Linked DNA regions of Zea mays: region 2 is linked to region 1. Evidence: chromatin contacts called from public Hi-C data. All regions are on one chromosome and are shown on one strand. The core of a region is the stretch at or near the end of the contact, and the rest is flanking DNA. Distances in the headings are between cores, read along the strand shown. Region 1 has its middle 42 kb from the start of LOC100272233. Region 2 has its middle 100 kb from the start of LOC100272233.

What was found. Hi-C and Micro-C count contacts between places; a contact is called where the count stands out from the background.
Region 2: a contact with region 1 is called in a Hi-C map of bundle sheath, with 4 times the contacts expected there. The contact joins two enhancer-like sites. A contact is called at or near these places in 3 of 25 Hi-C or Micro-C datasets (bundle sheath, ear and leaf).

Annotation. Positions count from the first base shown.
Region 1 is chr7:104,432,042-104,438,194 of Zm-B73-REFERENCE-NAM-5.0, forward strand. No RefSeq gene overlaps it. Among protein-coding and RNA genes, the nearest start is that of LOC100272233, 42 kb to the right of the region's middle. Within about 2 kb of position 3,125, at least 17 of the 20 cell types and tissues checked have an H3K27ac peak or open chromatin away from gene starts, as enhancers often do. A contact at or near this core is called in bundle sheath, ear and leaf, where this site is marked.
Region 2 is chr7:104,573,729-104,579,881 of Zm-B73-REFERENCE-NAM-5.0, forward strand. No RefSeq gene overlaps it. Among protein-coding and RNA genes, the nearest start is that of LOC100272233, 100 kb to the left of the region's middle. Within about 2 kb of position 3,598, at least 14 of the 20 cell types and tissues checked have an H3K27ac peak or open chromatin away from gene starts, as enhancers often do. A contact at or near this core is called in bundle sheath, ear and leaf, where this site is marked.

The DNA.
Region 1 (6,153 bases), core at 1,875-4,374:
TGGCTTCGATGACAATGTTGTCCTAGACTGATGGTGTCTGGGCTCGAAGACGGAAAAATCTTCAGATGAATGATTGGAGGTATTCATCTGGATCCTGAGTACACTAAAATAGAGCTTGTGCAGTGACTGGCTTTGACTGGAAGCCTTGAAAGCTGGTGAGGAGCATTTCCTTCAACTTGTTTCATGAAGTAACAGTTGTTGGTCAAAGCGATGAGTACCAGGTTTGGGCCACATTCCTGACCGCCATGATGAAGGACTTTGCCATGGCTACTGAATTACCATCAAACGAAGACATGGTAGCTTCATAACTCATAAGTAATTGCTTTGGATCAGTTAGGCCATCATACATTAGCAATGTGGGGGCCTATATAGCAGTGGTCAGGGTGTCGCCTACATCTCTGGTGTCAATGTGGAAGCTTTGTCAAAGAGGAAGTCTTGGAAGTTGACTAGTTCATGACGAAGATTGTCATGGTTGAAGCCCTCGTAATTCTGGTCCCTGTAGTTGTTGTGGTCCTATGCTTTAATGTTGCGCATTTCTTTAGTTGCTTCGTCAATCTTCTTCTGAAGTTGAAAAAGATGAAGCACCTTCTCTCTGCACTTCTCCAATTGCTGGTGGATTGCTTTGAGGTTGTTGATCTCTTGATCCAGCTCTTAGTCTTGTGGTTCTGGGTTGATAGCCTTCCTCTTTTGGTTTCTTGCCTCCCTGAGGAGAGCTTCTTCCCCTAGGTTGGTGTCCTAAGTCCTAAGGATGGAAGCAGTTGTTGTTGCCTTCTTCGGCGGCATGATGTGAGTTGTGGTCGTGAGATGACCGGAGGTGGGCGCCAATGTTGGTACTTGATTTCAATTCTCTGAAGGTATCGAAAATCAAGGCAACACAAGTTAAATATAAAGACCTTCGTCCTGTGTTATAACACTTCTTCGGAGTGTTAAAATAAAGGACAAAGGTTCTTAAAGAGAAGCAAAATGAAATAATATGAAAAAGACAAAGTGAGGCTCTTTATGAATCTTATGTCATATGCCTTAGCATTTTATTTCAACTCCACTAATGTTAAACAAGTTTACAAGCATACCTTCGACTCCTTAATACAAGATGGCATGAAGGACCTTCAAAGGCTAAGCAGCACGAAATTATGGCCCTTTAAAAAGGTACTTTATGCATGGCACTATTCACCAATTTATAGGAAAGATGAATCGCCTTTGTAAAAATTACAATCACGCCCCTCAAGGTTTTACACGCATTGTTTACAAATTACATCAGGGTAGTATTGTATTTTCTCCTTCCTCTGCTACGCAGGTCTTGGCCTTCGTCGTATGAGACCTTATCCACTAGCAAGCATTAGAAGCCTTTCTTCTTTTTCGAACGTACCGACTTCGGTTCACACCTTTGCTAGGCGAAGCTTCTTTATATGTTGCTTCGGTCGAAGGTCAGCTTCGTCCATCAATAGAAGAGCACTTGAAACACACTTGCTTGTGCTAAAATGAAGGTTAAATGGGGACCTTCGACATAATAGGCCCTCACACTACCTATACTCATATCAAGTACAACCACTGAAGACTATATGGGCAGTCGCTTGATCCGAACTAACTACGGTTTGCACCCTAGATTTATCGGTGGATGGGGAGCACCAGAAGGGCAAGGAGAGGGAATGTTGCCATCCTGGTTTGGGCGAGGGGGTGACCTTGTTCCTTTCGACTTAACCATTAAGGTAAAGACGTGCAAGGGAGGAGAGAGTTTCGGTGTCGGGTCTCATGGTAGTGAGACCGCATAGCCGGACTAGTGGATAATGTGTACACCTTTACGTAGAGTTAAAAATCTATTCGAATAGTCTGTGTCCATTGGTATGGACGAGTTTGGTATGATACAATAATTAACACTTTGTATTCAAAAGAAAGGGGATGGGTAAACATGTGTGTTTTGGAAATAAAAGTGTGCCACGGGAGTGAGAAGCTCAGTGGTGGTTGAGTAAAGGAATATGCCTTTTCTCTTTTATTCTGGGGATGTTGAAACCATGTATTTCTGAAAATAAAAAGAGTGACTTATAACTCCACCAAATAAGAGCATGTACAAAATATGTCTATCTCTCCTCTCTATGGGTTAGAATGGGCTTGTGGAATATGAAAGTATTCACACGTTGCTTTACATGTTTTTCAGTGGCTGAAGACTTCATTACCGTTGTTCGACTAGAAGAGGGCTACGTTTGCACCCGGTCTGCCAGTGACTAGGGCTGGTTCTCGCTCTGATTTTCCTTACCTCTTCTGAGCCTGTAATAATTATTGTAACAAGGTTTAGTTCCATCGATTGAAATAAATCTGGTTACTAGCCTCCTAGGACTAGTAATTGTATTACATTTGGGTCCCAAAGGATGGGGACACTTCATGGTTGGGTCGTCCGGTAAGCCCGTAACCCGACATATGGTTTTGGCCCGGCCCGAACATAACCCAATAAGGTGGCTATCGGCCCCGTGCTTGAGTCTAAGGTGCGGCACTGTGGGCTCGGCCCAACACGGCCCAATTTTATGTTTTCCCATTTTTAATAGAAATGTCTATATTACACATGATTATAAGGTATAAAACTTAAAAATACATGTGCCTTATTGGTTAAGTTGATGTAGATAGGCTTTTAAAGCGAACAACGATGGTTGAAATTGTATTTTTGCACATATTTAGCCATTTTTAATATTTAACGTGATAAACTTGTACATGCCCGTTAAGCTCGTTAGGCCACCAACCGGGCCAGTGCGATAAACAATCTAACAGATCGTGCCTAATCTTTATTCGTGGCCCATAAGCCAACACAACACGGCTTGTAGACCAAACAGAGTTAGACCGGGCCTCAGCGGACTTGGGCTGGACCGGGGCCGCCGGTCCATACAATGTTTTTGCTGTGGAAAAACGGTACGATACAGCTGCAACAAAAAAAAAACTTCCAGCAAAAAGCTCTCGACCACAACACTACCCAAAGATGACATAGCCTCCCTGACCGCACGCCACGTGTGGATCCCTCCTGCGTGGCTACAAAACTCCCGTCCCAATTACGGAGCTACGACCACCGAGCTGGCCATGAACACGGGCATACCCGGCATGACATGTGGGCCAGTGAACCGCCGTCCGTTTACCGGTGTACGCGACCGTGTGCGGCAGGCAAATTTGCGACATGGGACTATGGGAGAGGCGAGGCCAGAGGTGTCCCTTTCCTGTGTGCGGTGTGCCCCCACAATATTCCACCAGTCGGAAGTCGGAGTCATCCAGATCAGTCTTGGCCCACGGTACCGATTCCATTGGAGCACTTTATTACGTTCATTCAGGTTTTATGTTGTGGTCCGATTAGCTTTGAGCTATGGTATAAGGATGGTCAAAAACTTAATACTTGACACTTGTTTGGTTAACGGTATGTGTTAGTGTTTCGTATCTCGTCTCGATAAGTAAATTTATTATACGTGTTCCGGGTGTTGGCGTCTTTTTGTCACCAAACACTATAATTAACCGACTATCGATACTTAGCACATTTAGATAATGCAGGGTCGAATAAAATGGTTATCCTGAAAGTGGGCCGACACCTCTATGATGGTCACCACCTATTTTGGATCAAACAGCAACGGACCCTAGGGCCTTCTCGTGATGAGCAATACCTTGGGTTTGGCTCCGCGAGGTGAATAGTGGCGGCGGTCTGCAACGAGTCGTCGGATCGCCTGACGGTGCTCGCTGTGGGGGCGCGGACTATCTGCGGCTCTGGGCCGAACGGTCCGCGACCTAGCGGCAGAAGTGGCGCCTTTCCTGCGTGCTGTCCAGACGGTCCGAGCTCTAGGCCAGACAGTTTGTGATGGCGCAGGGTCGTCTTCTTCTCCTTGTAGGACCTAGATCTCGCCCCCTGGGGGAGAGACCTTAGGGTGCTCCGGGTCAGCAGGTCACCCGGGGCGTCTCCAGACGACGTAGAGTCGCCTATAAATTAAGAGATCAATTCGAGGAAGAGATCTTGATTTAAGTAGACGAAGTAGATCTTGCCCCTTAGGAGGGGTAAAAATCATAGGGTCGTCCTGGGGTCGGTAGGCCACCCCAGGACGGTTCTAGACGACGTAGAGCCGAATAGAGGTGAAGGTGGATATGCGGAAGCGCTACATCTACTCATAGGGCAGGAAAGGTAAATAAAGTAATTGGTTCGATTGAAATGTGTTCGGGGGTTCTCAATCGGTCGTACCATTTATATTTATAGGGGATGAGGTCTGGACCTGTTCCGAGGAGATAGCCAACAACTCCCACGTGATTAGATGGATAACCACGCACGAGATCAGGATAATCACCCGAGTTAATCTAATCGCGGGCATGCGGATTGTCCGGGCCCAAGGGCCGGACCGTCCGCCACTTTTGGTGCTCAACACCGGGCTTCAGAGTGTGTGCGTGGAGAGCGCAATGTTTATACTGGTTCAGACGCAACGTCCCTACACCCAGCTACCGGTACCATTGATGATCAAACTCGTAGTAGGGGTTACAAGTAGTCGAGAGGGAGGAGAGGCTCTCAGATCTTTTATCGGGGTGGAACTAGAGCTTAGAAGTTGTAAGGTGAGTCCTAGCTAAATCTTGGCTTGGCGGGGCTCCGACGTCCTGGTCCTCATCGGCGCTCCTCCTCCTGTCCGTCCTTGTGGGCTCGTCTCTGTCTAAAGGCGTCTGGTTGCCCCTCCATTCGTCCTTATGTTCCTCGATCCGTCGATCCCCTTGCCTAGAGACCAGCCTCTCCCTTTTATAGGCTGTGATAGGGGTCGGCCAGCGGTGGCTTCCCTGGGAAGGAGCCGTAAGGCAAGCGTAAAACAAGTGTTTTACCTTGAGTGAATCCATGCGTACTCGCGGGGCCCGGAGCAACCTGGTTGTCGTGTATTTATCATGGTGGATGACGTGGGGCGGCGATGGTCCCAGGCGCCATCATTCGGGCGACGCCGACCCCTGGCTTCCATAGCATGGGGCTCGGCGCGAGCCGTCGTGTAGTGCCCTACGGGAGGTCTACATACTCAGGCCTACTCCGATAGGCCATAAGAGCGCCGTAGGCTGAGAAGTGCGTGGGCCATTAATGTGTCGTAGTCTGGGGTGTTGGTGTACTATTATTTTATGTGCTCCCTGTTTATTTGTATGGATTGCTACGAATAGCGGTGAGGTCACGAGAATCTAAAGACCAACTTGGTACCTAGGATCTCAAGTCTAAGGCATGTTATGCCTTTGATCACTCTTCTTTACCTAATAATATTCATGTTAATCACTATGACATTCTCAGGTTAATTTGATGGGACCTAATAGGTTTCCCTAGTATTGTTTATCCCACACCTTGCAAACAAATGAACGATGGGTAGATTTGCTATTGCTCTACTTGGTTTTAGGATTAATGCTATACTGAATTATGATCATGTTCCAATTTTGCTATTGATTTAATTATTGTTCTGAAGCGTCCCGATCCTTTGGGACTCAAATGTGATACAATTACTAGTCCCAGGAGGCTAGTAACCACATTCCTTACTTCAAATAGTACAGAGTTCAAATAAAAGTTATTACAATACAAGGGTACAAGCTCGAGAGAGCCAGAAATACAAAGCGCAGTAGAAGATAAACTAGCCCAAGCCATAGGCAGAACTGGGTGCAGACACAGCCCCCTCAATCAAGCATAGCAGAAAAGAAGTCTTCAGCTGCTGAAAAACATAAATAAATCTGGGTGAATACACTAGGTATTCCGCAAGCCCATCCCGCTCCCATAAAAAGAAAGGGACCTATATAATACATGCTTTTTATGGTGGAGTTGAAGTCACTCTTCTTTTTCTCAGAGAAAGGCAATACTTTGATGGTTTTTCCCAAAGAAGGAAATATCACTTTTTCACACTCAACCACCACTGAGCTTCCTGCTCCCGTGGCATCGTTTTTGTTTCCAAAAACACCCACTCACACATTTCCCTGATCCCGGAGTTTATAAAACACTAATTGTCATACCACACCAGACTCCTCCATTCCAGTGGACACGAACTATTCGAATAGATTTGAACTCTGCGTAGAGGGGTACACTTTACCCACAAGTCTGGTTTCTGCGATCTCACCGTCGTGAGACCCGAATGCCGAATCTTTTTCTTTCCTCACACGTCCTTACCTTAACGGTTATACTGGAAGGAGTCAGGCCACCGT
Region 2 (6,153 bases), core at 2,348-4,847, 140 kb after region 1:
GTCTATCACGCAATGTGATAGAAAGTGCATCGAGGGAAATGGGTATGAGACCCATGTGAGATCTACTCTAGTGGTAACCTGCTCTATGTGATCGGAGATCCCGTGAAGTAGAGTGGAGAAACAAGCTAGGAGTAGATTGTGAGGAAAGATCCTTTCTTTAACTCATTTCTGATGCACATCTTTCCTATCTGTAAGGCAGGATGGTTTTTACCTTAATGTATTCCAAGAGTCTTATAAAGGTGAGATGTTGTCCTACAGAACATCTTCTGAGGAATACACCTATATGAGTCAGACTGCTAGTCACAGTCTATGGGACTTGGGTAATCCCTAAATACTCATGAAAGGCACTGAAGTGTGACTTATATGCTTCTAAACAGCGGGAATACCCTTCTGCAGCCTAGTATCAGCAAAGGATTTGAGTGAATCTTATTTCGCACAAAACTGTCAATTCAAGGCATAGTCCATTGTTCAGTTGTGAATGAGTGAAACTCTTATTCTAGATGGATGTTCAACTTAACAGTCTCCATCGAAACACTGGTATATCAAAGGATTGTGATTCTGATACTTCATCATTACAAACCCTAGAGTTTGGTGGGGATTGTTGGATCTTTTATGGGCTTGGCCCATTTATTGAATAAACTCTATGGTGTGTAATGGTGGAGAATACCAATAGTACCACATTGGAAGTCCAAGGGTCCTTTGCCTTGACTTATATGGTGGGATTTATTCCACTTAACTTGAGAAGTCAAGAAATGGACAAGGGCGTGCCACACGCGCGCGCGCGCGCCGCCGCCGCCGGCCGGGCCGGGCCGGGCGTGGCGTGGCGTGGCGAGGCGAGGCAGGCAGGCAGGCGAGCGGGCGGGCGTGGTGTGGTTGTGTTAATTTTTAGCACTCACCAACCGCGTACGTTAGCCGAGTGACTCTGTCTCTTCGTCTGCCGAGTGACCCTGTCTCTTCGGCAGTCAGCCGAGTGACCCTTCTCCTTCAGCTGCCGACTTATGGCGTGACTCGGCGAGAGATGGCCGACTCATGGCATAACTCGGCTAGAGCTGGCCGACTCTTGGCGTGACTCGGCGACCTTTCTCCTTCAGCTTCCCTCTGCGAGAGGTTAAATAGAGGAGCACCCCTGTCACTCGGTACACGCGAGAACACACTTTCAGAACACATTCAGAACACAGTCCAGCGCCGAGTGAGGGTATTTCCATCTCGTGACTCTGCGCGCACAGAGAAGCGAGAGGGCAGGTGCCTCCGGAGCCCTTGCCGTTCGAGACCTTGCACGAGGGATCGACAATTAGGTTTTTGGGGAGCGTCTACGCGACTGCCCAAAGTCTTCTTCCTGCTGACATGACAAGTGAAGTTGGACAAGGATCTAGATCCTCGGAGCGCATGGCTGGGTATGATCAATTCATCTCCTTACTGTTTTTCATTCTGCAAATTATATATGTTCATACCTGCTGTTTTATTTGTAGCCATAAATTTATCCAATATGTTTTGTCGTATTATATCATGACGTGTTTGATGCCTGATCATACTAGTAATATGATAAATCTGTTTGTCTTAATTTTACAGTCATGCTGTTTATATTGTTATCTGTTTATTTCCAGTTGTTCTGCAATAATCCATGAACCATGTTTATATGCTTATTTTATTTATATGAATTACATGCTTCATATGCTTTGTGTTCTCATGATCCATATTGTTATGGATATTTTTGAGATCACATTTTCCATGTTTGATTATCTATTATATGTCATCATAATAATGTTAATTTATGGAATTAAAATAATACAGAAAATGCCTATATTTCTAACAGAGTTCTCGGTGGCCAAGTGCTTCCAAGAAACGGTATCAACTAGCCGCCGTCGCCGCGACCGGGCAGGGTGGATATTGAGCCAGATCGCTCGTCAAGCTTGAGAATAAACGGTCTTGGCTCGACTCGTTAAGTAACCGATTTAAAAAACCAGCTCAGCTAAGTTCGTTTGCGATACCTCCTTTAACTCGTGAGTCACAACAAAAAATAATATACATATATATACAACAATATAATCAATCGTTAGTTAATTTCATATTAACTTAATACTAGAAAAGACTAACAATACTCATAATTTCATATATCACATCATTTAAACTATAAATTAACATAGTGCATCACTTATTAATTTATCCAATACAAGCATAGGCTTTGTTTTGCTAATAAATGCTAGCTCATTCAAGCTAACGAGCTGACTCAAGCTCGTGTCAAGCTGGCTCGTTAACGAACAGAGCTGAGATATATTTAGCTCGTGATAAAATTAAAACAAGCCGAGTAGGGATGGCAACGGGTCGGATTCGGATCGGATATTGGAAATATCCGCCCACAGTCATATCCACGGTCATAAATAATATCCACCCGTGACTATATCCACGAGTAGAAATTTATATCCATATCTATGTCCATCGGGTTTCGGATATCCATTGGATATCCATCACATATGATAAAATCATTTTCAGCAATTGAATAACATAATTAATCAAATTTCTTCATGTTTCAACATCATATACAACTTAAAATTTAATAAAAATTTAAACAAATATACATGTCCTTCAACAAGCAACATTCTCAACATGATAAAAATACATGTCTACATGTCGCAACATGAAAACAAATACATGACAACAAATACATGTCTTCTTTTGGCCTTAAGCCTTTTGCCTTCTGATCTGATCCGAGTGTAGTGTTGAGCACTTGAGCTAGCGCTATAGTAGCTGTGTTTAAATTTTTTAGTCAATCATAGTAGAATCATGTTCATCTAAACAACAAAATAGATAAATGGTTAAATCAATGATCAGATTCGATAACCAAAATATAAGAACATACTAAAGAGTTGAATCATGTTACCATTTCTTCCTCTTCATCCTCCAAACAAGTCATTAGTGCATTTATAAAATAGGATTGGTCGCCTAACATGTCAGCTCGGGCCCAAGCTTGCATACACATCAACCCTTCTACTGTTTTTGGAGCAAGTCTACTACGATGTGGGCTAATTACTCTCCCCTAGTACTAAAGACAGACTCAGATGCCACTGTTGTAACAGGAATTACCATTACATCTCGAGCAATTTTTCTCAAAGTTGGATACTTGATCCCTGCATACTGTCACCAGTTGATAATGTCAAGCTCTTGAGTTCTTGGCAGTGTTGGCTCCTCCAAATATAAATCCAACTCAATCCATGTGTGGGCCGACAATAATGGACTAATGGTTAATTTCGGATATCCAACGGATTACCCGCGGATGAGATTTAATATTCAAATCCATGCCCACTTTATCTCGGATCGGATACAGGTCTAACCCGCGGGTCGAAAAACATATCTATATCCTGATCCGTCGGATCGAATATCCGACGGATATCCAAATCTATGGATTAAATTGCCATCCTTAAAGCCGAGAATCAAACCTAGCCGAGTTAACTATGAGTCGAGTGAGCTGAGTCATGACTCATGACTATTTTATCCAACCATATACGTTCTGAAATTCGGAGCCCATGCAGTCAAAGCCACTGGGCTCCCTCAGACTCGCAGTGCGCAAGCAACATCATTTCCGACGGTCTCGCGTGTCATTCGCAAGGGCCTATTATATAACCAGCCTTGAGCCCACTACTTTGATGGGCCTAGTATCAACAACACAACATATAGTATTTAAGAGGTAATAATGCAAATGGAAAAGTCTGTCTTATCCCTTAAACTATTGATCGAGTACAATTTACATCACATAACTAGGAAACCAAAATTTTAGACTCTAATTTCTCAAACCATTCAATTTACCTCCTTGATCATTTTGCACGGCCTAGCCATATTGGCTGACGTTGCCTAGCCGGGATAGATATAAGTTGGATTTTCACGGAAGTTCCGGAAGATCAATTCAAAATTATTTTAAAAATTCTAGAAATAATTTTCAAAATATAAAAATCTCGTTTTAGAAAAAGCACATCTATGTTAAAATACTAAAATCTTATTTAAGCTTATAAAGTTTATAGAACATTTGTTTTAAATCAAAAAATATATAAAAATAGTTTTATCTTATATAAAATCATGTTGTACATTTTTTCCCATACTTAAGTTAAATGGATCTATCGAATCAATATGGTCCCCTAATATCTAAAACTAGGCCAAATGAACAGAGGATGGCACCCTAAGGCAAATTCTTGCAAAACGCAGTGTGAATCACCACGCAGACATTGTGCAAACTGCAGATCATGTTTCATCAATGGCACGCCTTTTCTTAACCATTGAGAGATGCATGAGAAAAAAATACAGTATTGTAAATAGTAGGCCACGACATTTGGTGGCGTTTTCCCCTAAAAGTTGTAGTGAAGGATATTAAACTAACATGTTTTATGGAATATATGAAAAATGCTTAACTATTTATATATGAAAAATGTAATTAAGGAAAATTTTATGAGCTTAAATACTGAAATACAGATCAGCTTGTTTGCTTCCTCGATAACTTTCATCGTCGTAGGTTAGCGCACACATCAGGAGCACATGACCAAGCAAGAACTGCAATTTGGATGAGCTTGAAATGAGAGTTCTTGTGTCCCTAAAATTATGCTCTATATAATGGTTCTTGCTCAAAACAAACATAGATCATGATTTTTTTAAATGTGAGATAAAGTAATTTTTTCTATGGATTTTCTAAAGTTATATCAAATTTAAGTATTTTTATCAAGTATACTCCATTCGTCCTAAACTATAAATTACTCTAACTTTTTTTGAAAGTCAAAGCATCTAAAGTTTGGCTAAAATTATAGAGAAAAATATAAAAATTTATGGCGTCAAATAGGTATAATTAATAAAGTATATAATGGTATTTATAGTATTATAAATATTACTCTATTATATAAATTTGGTTAAACTTAAGATGTTCTGACTTTTTAAGAAAGTTAGACTGACTTATAATTTGAAACAAATAAAATGTATTTGTAGAGAAATATTTAGATATTTTAAAAGTTATTTTTATATTTTTTATAACTTTTAGTTTAACTTTTTCAATTATCATAAAAGTTGATTTACGTGGCTCATGTGGTGCTACGAGAGACGGCTGATATGGAGCCATGTCATGAAATACCGTTTTAAAAGACCGCTCAGGTCAGATGGTGTCAGAAGTTTTAGAGTCTAAAATCTATTTTTTAATTAAGAAACATAAATTGAAGCAGAAGGTAAGGAAAGTGAAATAGACTTTTTCTATATATATATATATATATATAGTGCAAAGTTATTTCACGCCCCCTCTGGTTCGATTGTGGGACAAGTGGGCCACGGTTTAACAAGAGTGACTTGGCCCACTCGATTTCAATGCCCGCGTTGTGTGGCTGAGAATTGGATCATACAGGCATGGACTCGAGTGGAAAAAGGAAAATGGATCACATAACAACGTCGTCAGAGGTTAATTTGGCCGACAAAGGAGAGTTGATTGCATATCTTCTATATCTACCATCATATAATCTACCAGTTTAAACTTGCAAAACTCACTCAATCAAATCACCCCATACTCATAACTTCCACTAATTCCACCAAAAAAATTACATCCAGACTTGTCATTAAAACTAATAGTTTAGATCATTGGATAACCCCTCTCGCTTACTCACTAAAATCGAATAGACAATATTATTTAGATCATTCTTTATCTCTACACCTCTCCCTGCGACCCCTCAGTCCCAAGGCTTCCTATACACGCCTTGTCCCTCGCCTCTCCCCCTCACTTGTGCCGAGCCGCCGTAACGTCATCCCCTCCCCTTGCTGTTGCTACCGCCATCGACCCCTCTCATCTCCGGGGTCAAGCATAATTAACCAAAGACGAGAAACTAATCTGAAAGAAACAGAACCGAAACCGAATAACCAGAATCAAATTTAGTTCCTTATTCAGTTCTAGACTACGAGGAACCAAAATAATCGAGAAAATTTCGGTTCTTACTCTTAGATAACAGAATTAATCAAAATATACGAATTGTACTTCACATACTTGTGGTTTGTAAGACTATGTTTAATTTATGTGTGATGTCTCATATTAAATTACTCTGTGTTTATTATACTATATTGGTATTGTATCCTTATCAATTATTATTATTTAAAATATCGGTAGTGTTTCCTAAATTTGTTTTAAATCTGAGCTCTACC